2 separate regions of the Mus musculus genome follow, and region 1 is linked to region 2. A link is a contact called in public HiChIP or PLAC-seq data. All regions are on one chromosome and are shown on one strand. Each heading gives the region's core, a stretch centred on a gene start, on an enhancer-like site or on the middle of the called end of the contact. The rest is flanking DNA. Distances are from core to core; before and after follow the strand shown.

Region 1 (3,053 bases), core at 359-2,858, 200 kb before region 2:
TCTACAACATCAGAACTGATCAGAATATATTTTAGAAGACATTAGTGGGGGTGGGGAGGCACTACAGAATATAGCGCAGCTCTAAATTAAGGGGGAAAAAAACTCCATTAGCTTTTAAGATTTTAAAAACAAAGGGTTTTTAGTTCCCCGGTTTTACTGCACTATTGTTCACTATGCATCCTACTGGGTTTGGAAATTATGGTGATATGGAAGCAGATGATTAGGTGGGGGGAAGAAATAGCAAGATCAAAACAACTGAAAGTAAATTAGCAAAGCTCCTTACGTCACAAAGCTTTTGGGAATGTGAGGTCTCTGGGGCGGTGAGTCAATGCCAGCAGGGTAGAAACAAAAGAATTTTCCTGAGGATTCCTAGGCTTTGTTTTCATCTCACATTGTTAAGTGAAGCAAGTAATACTAACACCGAGGGGAAAAGAATTCTTAGAGCCAGCATAATTGTATGATCCCTAATCGTGCAAGACCCGGTTGAGCTCTGAGGTACAGACATGTCTTCTAAATGGCTGAGACGTGGGACTGCAAAGTGTGAGGAGAGTTAGTATATCTGCATGCTCTTTCCAGGGACACTGTAATAGAAGAAACAAAGCAGAGGTCAAGTATAACAGCTACAGGCTGAGAGCTTGATGGTTATAACAAGTGTCAGCTTGACAGGATCTAGAATTTCCTGGGAGACAGGTATGTCTGAGAGATGATCTAGTTTAGGCCAATTGAGGCAGGGAGAGCCATGTGAAAGCAGCCAGCCAATACCATTCATCTCTGTTTCCTTACTCTGGAAGCACTTCGAATTTCCCCTGCCACACCTCCCTAGTTGTAAGGTTAGGAGTTAGCCAAATAAACCCATTGTCTTAGCTAAGGTTCCTAAGACTATGAAGAGACACCAGACCACAGCAACTCTTATAAAGGAAAATATTTAACTGGGGCTGGCTTATAGTTTCAGAGGTTTACTTCATTATTATCATGGAGGGAAGCATGGTGGCATACAGACAGATGTGGTGCTGGAGAAGTTCTACATCTGGCAGGTAGCAGGAAGAGAGAGATACTGGGCGTGGCTTGAGCATTAGAAACCTCAAAGCCCACCCCGAAGTGATTCACTTCCTCCAACAGGGGCGCATAAAATAATCCTTTCAAACAATGCTACTCCCTATGAGCCTATGGGCACCATTTCCATTCAAAGCATCTTGTCCCTTCCTTCCCTCCATGCTTGTCTCAGGTGTTTGGTCACAGTAACAAAAACCACAACTAACACAGTGAGAAAGTGAGAGGGAGAACCTTTCCCAAAGCGTCCTGTGCGGTCCATCCACTCTGGATGGCTATGATGGTTATACTCTAGCAGCAGTGGTGTGGAAGAACACTGTGTCTAAAAGCTCTGTCTGGAACCAAAAGTCCTGTTTCAATCTCGTCTGCCTTTGTGATGATGATAAACACACACACACACACACACACACACACACACACACACACACCCCAGCTGCTTACAGAATAAAGCATGGCTGCTGCTCTGACAAACAAGTAAAGGATACTGCTTTGTCTTCTCACACCAGGTGAGGGGGAGGAGCTCCTTGTATGCTGTGCCCAAGACAGAGCCCCAGGGGCAGAGTTAGCAAGCGGCAGCACATTATACACCTCAAGGTTAACCAAGACCGGCTTCTCATCACCTCTACCACAAAGGAAAGCAACAAGGCCAGGTCCAAAGTTACTGATTCGAGACCTGACAAGACTGAAGAGGGTCACACAGAAAGACTAGGACAGACGGTCCACTCAGCCTGCTTGCTTTGCCACTCATCTGCTGGTGACAGTGAACACACTATGTAAGGCTCAGTTTGTTTTGTGGGAGACAATACTGTTTGCCTGTTTATAGGCTGCACTCTTTACCTTTCTTGTTACTGTGACACAGTATTTAGCAAAAGCAACCTAGGGGAGGGCAGGCTTATTTTGGCTTTCAGTTTGAGAGGACACAGTCTTTGCGGAACACCAGATACTGGGTGACACTGTGTCCGCAGCCAGGAAGCAGAGATGAATGTTGGTGTTCACTCTTTCTTTCCCTTTTTTATTTAGGCCAAATCCTGAGTCCATGGGATAGTGTCACTCACACTTACATCTGGGTTTACTTTGCTCAGCTAAATCTTCCTGGAAAACTCCCCTTTAAAGAGACACCTAGTGTTAGCAACCCTTCTAGGCTCTGCCCCACAGTTACCTGGCAACAGCCAGGTATGCCTGGCTTAGTATAAGCCAGTTCATTCTCTCTGCTCTCTCTCTTACTCTCTGCTCTTTCTTTCCCTGACCCCCTTCTCTTCTTCCTTCTTCCTCATCTCTCTCCATGTGTTCCTGGCCAGCTTCTTCTTCCCCCCACCCCCTGCTCTCTCTCTTCTCCCTTCCCAACTCCCCTACCCATGTCCTAAATAAACTCTATTCTATACTATATTTGTCGCATTGGTACTTTATGGGGAAGGGATACCTCAGCATGGGCCTAATGAGGCACCTCCCCTCCCACCTCACCATACCATGCCTCTATCAAAACATATCCTGGCCTCTTTATTTTATAAAACACAACATCTAGAGACATGTCCCCTAGATGATTCCCAAGTTAGACAACTTGCCAATGGCGATTAAGCACCACACAGGGTGAAAGCTCAATTGGATGATGTATATACATAGCATGATAAAGCGCCTTGGTGAGAGGAGGAATTTGGTGCAAGAATATTTACATTATATCATTGTTAATTCAAGGTATTGTTTTTAAAAACAAGGTGTTTTAGCTAGGGTTTTATTGCTGTGAAGAGACACCATGACCAGTGCAACTCTTATAAAGTAAAACATTTCATTAGGGCTGGCCTACAGGTTCAGAGGTTTACTCCATTGTCATCATGGTGGGAACCATGGCAGCATGCAGGCATGGTACTGGAGCAGCTGAGAGTTCTAAATATTGATCAGAAGACAGCCTAAGAAGACTGGATTCCACACGGGGCTTGGCTTGAATATTTAAGTCCTCAAAGCCCACCTACACAGTGATGTACTTTCTCTAACAAGGCCATAGATCT
Region 2 (3,370 bases), core at 595-3,094:
ATTTGCTTTCCTCCCAGTACTGGGGGACTTGCATTCAAACTAAAGCTTGTCAGACCTCTGGGAATTTTCCTCCTTCCCCGGCTGGCCCCATGCTTTCTTCTCATCCAATTTATTCTCCAACTGAAACTCAGATAGAGGTGTCAGTGTCCAGGAGAGATTTCTAATTTCAGTGAAGCCTTATCTTCGCTGGGAGATATGAAGGCATTTATTAACCTTTGAATTTTGATTCAAAGAGAAGGGAAGCTACTGTAGAACTGCCCAGACCATCCAGATAGCTAGAGGCAAGAAGCAGAGAGTCATAAATAGAACTCCAAATAGGTTGAAACTTGCTTTCATAAGATGATCATGAAGGGTTGAGATCCAGGGCAACCAAGCCATCTGGAAATGAGTTGGGGCACTGGGGTCCCTGTGGAATCTCACTAACATGTGGGATGGAGAACTTAGGTACAGAAACACTAACAGCTGATTAAGAGGTAAGGCTTGAATTAACTTTTTATTTTGGAGCCTTTTGATCAGTCCCACAAATGATGTAATCAAGTTTCTGTAGATAGATCTAAATCTGATGAACTAACAAGGATTCCAATATGACTTCTCAGCTTTTTGGCTAAGAACACGTGTAAAATAATAATCTATGTATTCACTCACTCCTCTATTAGTTTGCTTTTTATTGCTGTGCTAAAGGCCATGACTAAAAGAAACTTGAGGAGGAAACGGTTTATTTATTTGGTTTCTATGTCCACATCACAGTTTGTAATGCAGGAGCAAAGTTGGGACACTGAGCTCAAGTGCGACCTGAAGCAGAAGCCATGGAGGAACACTGCTTCCTGGCTTGGTGTTCAGTTTACTCGGCTTGCTTTTGTTTATGCACAAGGGCTACCTGCCCAGGGGCAGCACCATGCACCCTACGCTGAGTCCTCCCGCATCAACTGTAAATCAAGAAAATGCTCCCATAGACTTGCCTACAGGCAAATCTGGTGTGTTTGTTCGTTTGTTTGTTTTTCAGTTGAAGTTCCTTCTTCCCAGATGACCCTATTTATTTCAAGCTGAGAAAAACAAAGCAAAAGCAAAAAAGAAAACAAAACAAAACAAAAAAACCAACAACAAAGAACAAACCAAAAAACCCCCAAACAAACAAAACAATGACAAAATCCCCTAACCATCCCAAGCCCCTTATGCTGAGTGCCTCTGAAACACTTTGTAGATTAGATCTAGTGCAGGAGGTTTATAAAAGACCTCTGAGTCCGTCCTTGAACTCCTGATCTATTTTGGGAATAAACTCAAGAAGCCCTAAGGACACCAGAATCTGCCAAGGAAAGGTTGGATGTGAGACTCCATCATGCAAAGAAGTTGGAATGGCCCTTAGAAGGTATCCTGAAGTAAGACTTGGAGGCTGGACCCTGACTGTCCTTCACTGACCAGTGACTAAGGGCAGGCTGCAGTGGGGAAGAAACATAACTTCTCATACTAACAATTTCTGGTAAGGGACTTTGCCATGAACAACCTGCATTTTAGCCTTTCTGGAGTAAGAAAAATGAGGACCCTTTTCCTACATGGAGGATCTGGAGGATACGCCAGCATCTAACACCATCTTTCTCTCTAGAAGTCACCCTTCTCAAGCCTGTTCAGTTGCTTAGACTTTCTCATCTATTTTTTGTTATTTGTTTGCTTGTTTAAGTACCGAGTCTCACATAGACCACACTGGCTTTAAACTCCATGTAAGTGACACCATGTAAGAGAGGCTAGCTAGCTTTGCACCCCTGACCTTCCTGCCTCTACCCGCAGGGCTGGGATCACAGGAGTGTGCTACTGTGCTAGGTTTCCACCTATCCTTTAGCAGAGGTCAATGGGCTCACTGCAACAATGAGAGACTCCATCTTTTGCCTCCATCCCCTCGGTGGGGACAGGAGTGGCTCACTGTTTTCCTCCCTTTTTCAGGAATGTGGTGCTATTGTCTTGCAAAGAAAACCAATCACACCTTTTGTTCTCAGAGACTTCCTTCTGGTCTTGAGTACTTCCTCTAAACCAGTTCAAAAGGCAACTAGTCAAAGCCAAATGCAGTTCTAAGGGAAGAACTCCTCACATCCTGAGGCTATCCTGTCCTTTAATTAAGCCTTTAAGATTTATTTTATTTTATGTTCAAGAGTATTTATGTGTCTGTGCATGTGCACATATACGTGTGTGTCTGTGCACTACATTCATGCCTGGTGCTTGTAGAGGCCAGAAGAGAGCACTAGATCCCTTGGTGACAGTGAGACTCCAAGTGGGTGCTAGAAAATGGAATCCAGTTGTCATGGCAATAAAATACCTGATGGTCCCGCTGCTGCCCAGCTCTCAGAGCTTCCACTTTTTTTTTTAGATTTATTTATTATATGTAAGTATTATAAGTACACTGTGTAGCTGTCTTCAAACACACCCAAAAAGGGTGTCAGATCTCATTACGGTGGTTGTGAGCCACTATGTGGTTGTTGGGATTGGATTTGAAATCATGGAAGAGCAGTCAGTGCTCTTAACCGCTGAGTCATCATTCCAGGCCCAGAGCTTCTACTTTTGTAGACACATCAGATGTGTCATACATTCAGAATGTTCCAGATTCTATCAAGCTTCTCGTACTGCCGTGTCTTATTCCTATTGATCTGAAAGAGCAGCCAGTGCTCTTAACTACTGAGAGAATTCCCCAGCACAAGGGGCACTTTTTAGTTGCCAACATTTTGACACTACTAGTATCAGAATTTCAATACTTTAAATCTCCCCTCTCCTCATTCTCCACCTTTTATTTTTACTTCGTGTTTCCTTTATAATTTTGTTTAACTTTTGTTCTTAGGTCTGAGATTCTAGATTTCTGTCTTCTGCCTATTTCTAAATCAGTATAGTATTAAGTAGCCTAAACTGATAAGACTAGAGAGATGATCCACCTCATCCTAGAGTCAAAGAGCAACTTTGTTTATCCCACTTGAGAAGAAGCTTTCCGGATCCCTCCCCACATGGCTACTGACTCTAGCTATGCCTCATAAATTCTCACCCAAACCTTTTTAATAGCTTCCTAATGGGTTCCCTCACTCCATTTCCCCTCCCCCTCTCATTTCCCACACTGATGCTGGAGTGATCTGCTTAAAACCCATGTCTAAATCTTATTGCTTCTTCCTTAAAAGCCTTCAAGTTCCGATTGCCTTCTGGATAACGTTCAAAGTCTTTGTCATGGCATTAAAACACCTCATGGTCTGGCTGCTGCCCAGCCCTCAAAGCTCTGTCTTTCGCAGACACATCAGACGCTTCATAAATTCAGAATGTTCCAGATTTTATCATGCATCTTGTATCACTGTGTCTTATTCCTGTTGATCTGTTTGGAACATCCTTTCCTGTACAACTCAGA

Evidence for each region. HiChIP or PLAC-seq counts read pairs in DNA pulled down with a chosen protein or histone mark.
Region 1: a contact with region 2 is called in an H3K27ac HiChIP or PLAC-seq map of embryonic stem cells, with 10 read pairs. The contact joins two enhancer-like sites. A contact is called at or near these places in 4 of 484 Hi-C or Micro-C datasets (the N1E-115 cell line, cortical neurons, nephron progenitors and 1 more) and 5 of 115 datasets of contacts at active chromatin or transcription factors (all in embryonic stem cells).

The regions. Positions count from the first base shown.
Region 1 is chr7:107,534,021-107,537,073 of GRCm38.p6, reverse strand. The region is part of intron 6 of Syt9 (synaptotagmin IX); the gene reads right to left. Among named protein-coding and RNA genes, the nearest start is that of Olfml1, 32 kb to the left of the region's middle. Within about 2 kb of position 1,608, at least 8 of the 459 cell types and tissues checked have an H3K27ac peak or open chromatin away from gene starts, as enhancers often do. A contact at or near this core is called in embryonic stem cells, where this site is marked.
Region 2 is chr7:107,338,320-107,341,689 of GRCm38.p6, reverse strand. No RefSeq gene overlaps it. Among named protein-coding and RNA genes, the nearest start is that of Syt9, 31 kb to the left of the region's middle. Within about 2 kb of position 1,844, at least 18 of the 459 cell types and tissues checked have an H3K27ac peak or open chromatin away from gene starts, as enhancers often do. A contact at or near this core is called in embryonic stem cells, where this site is marked.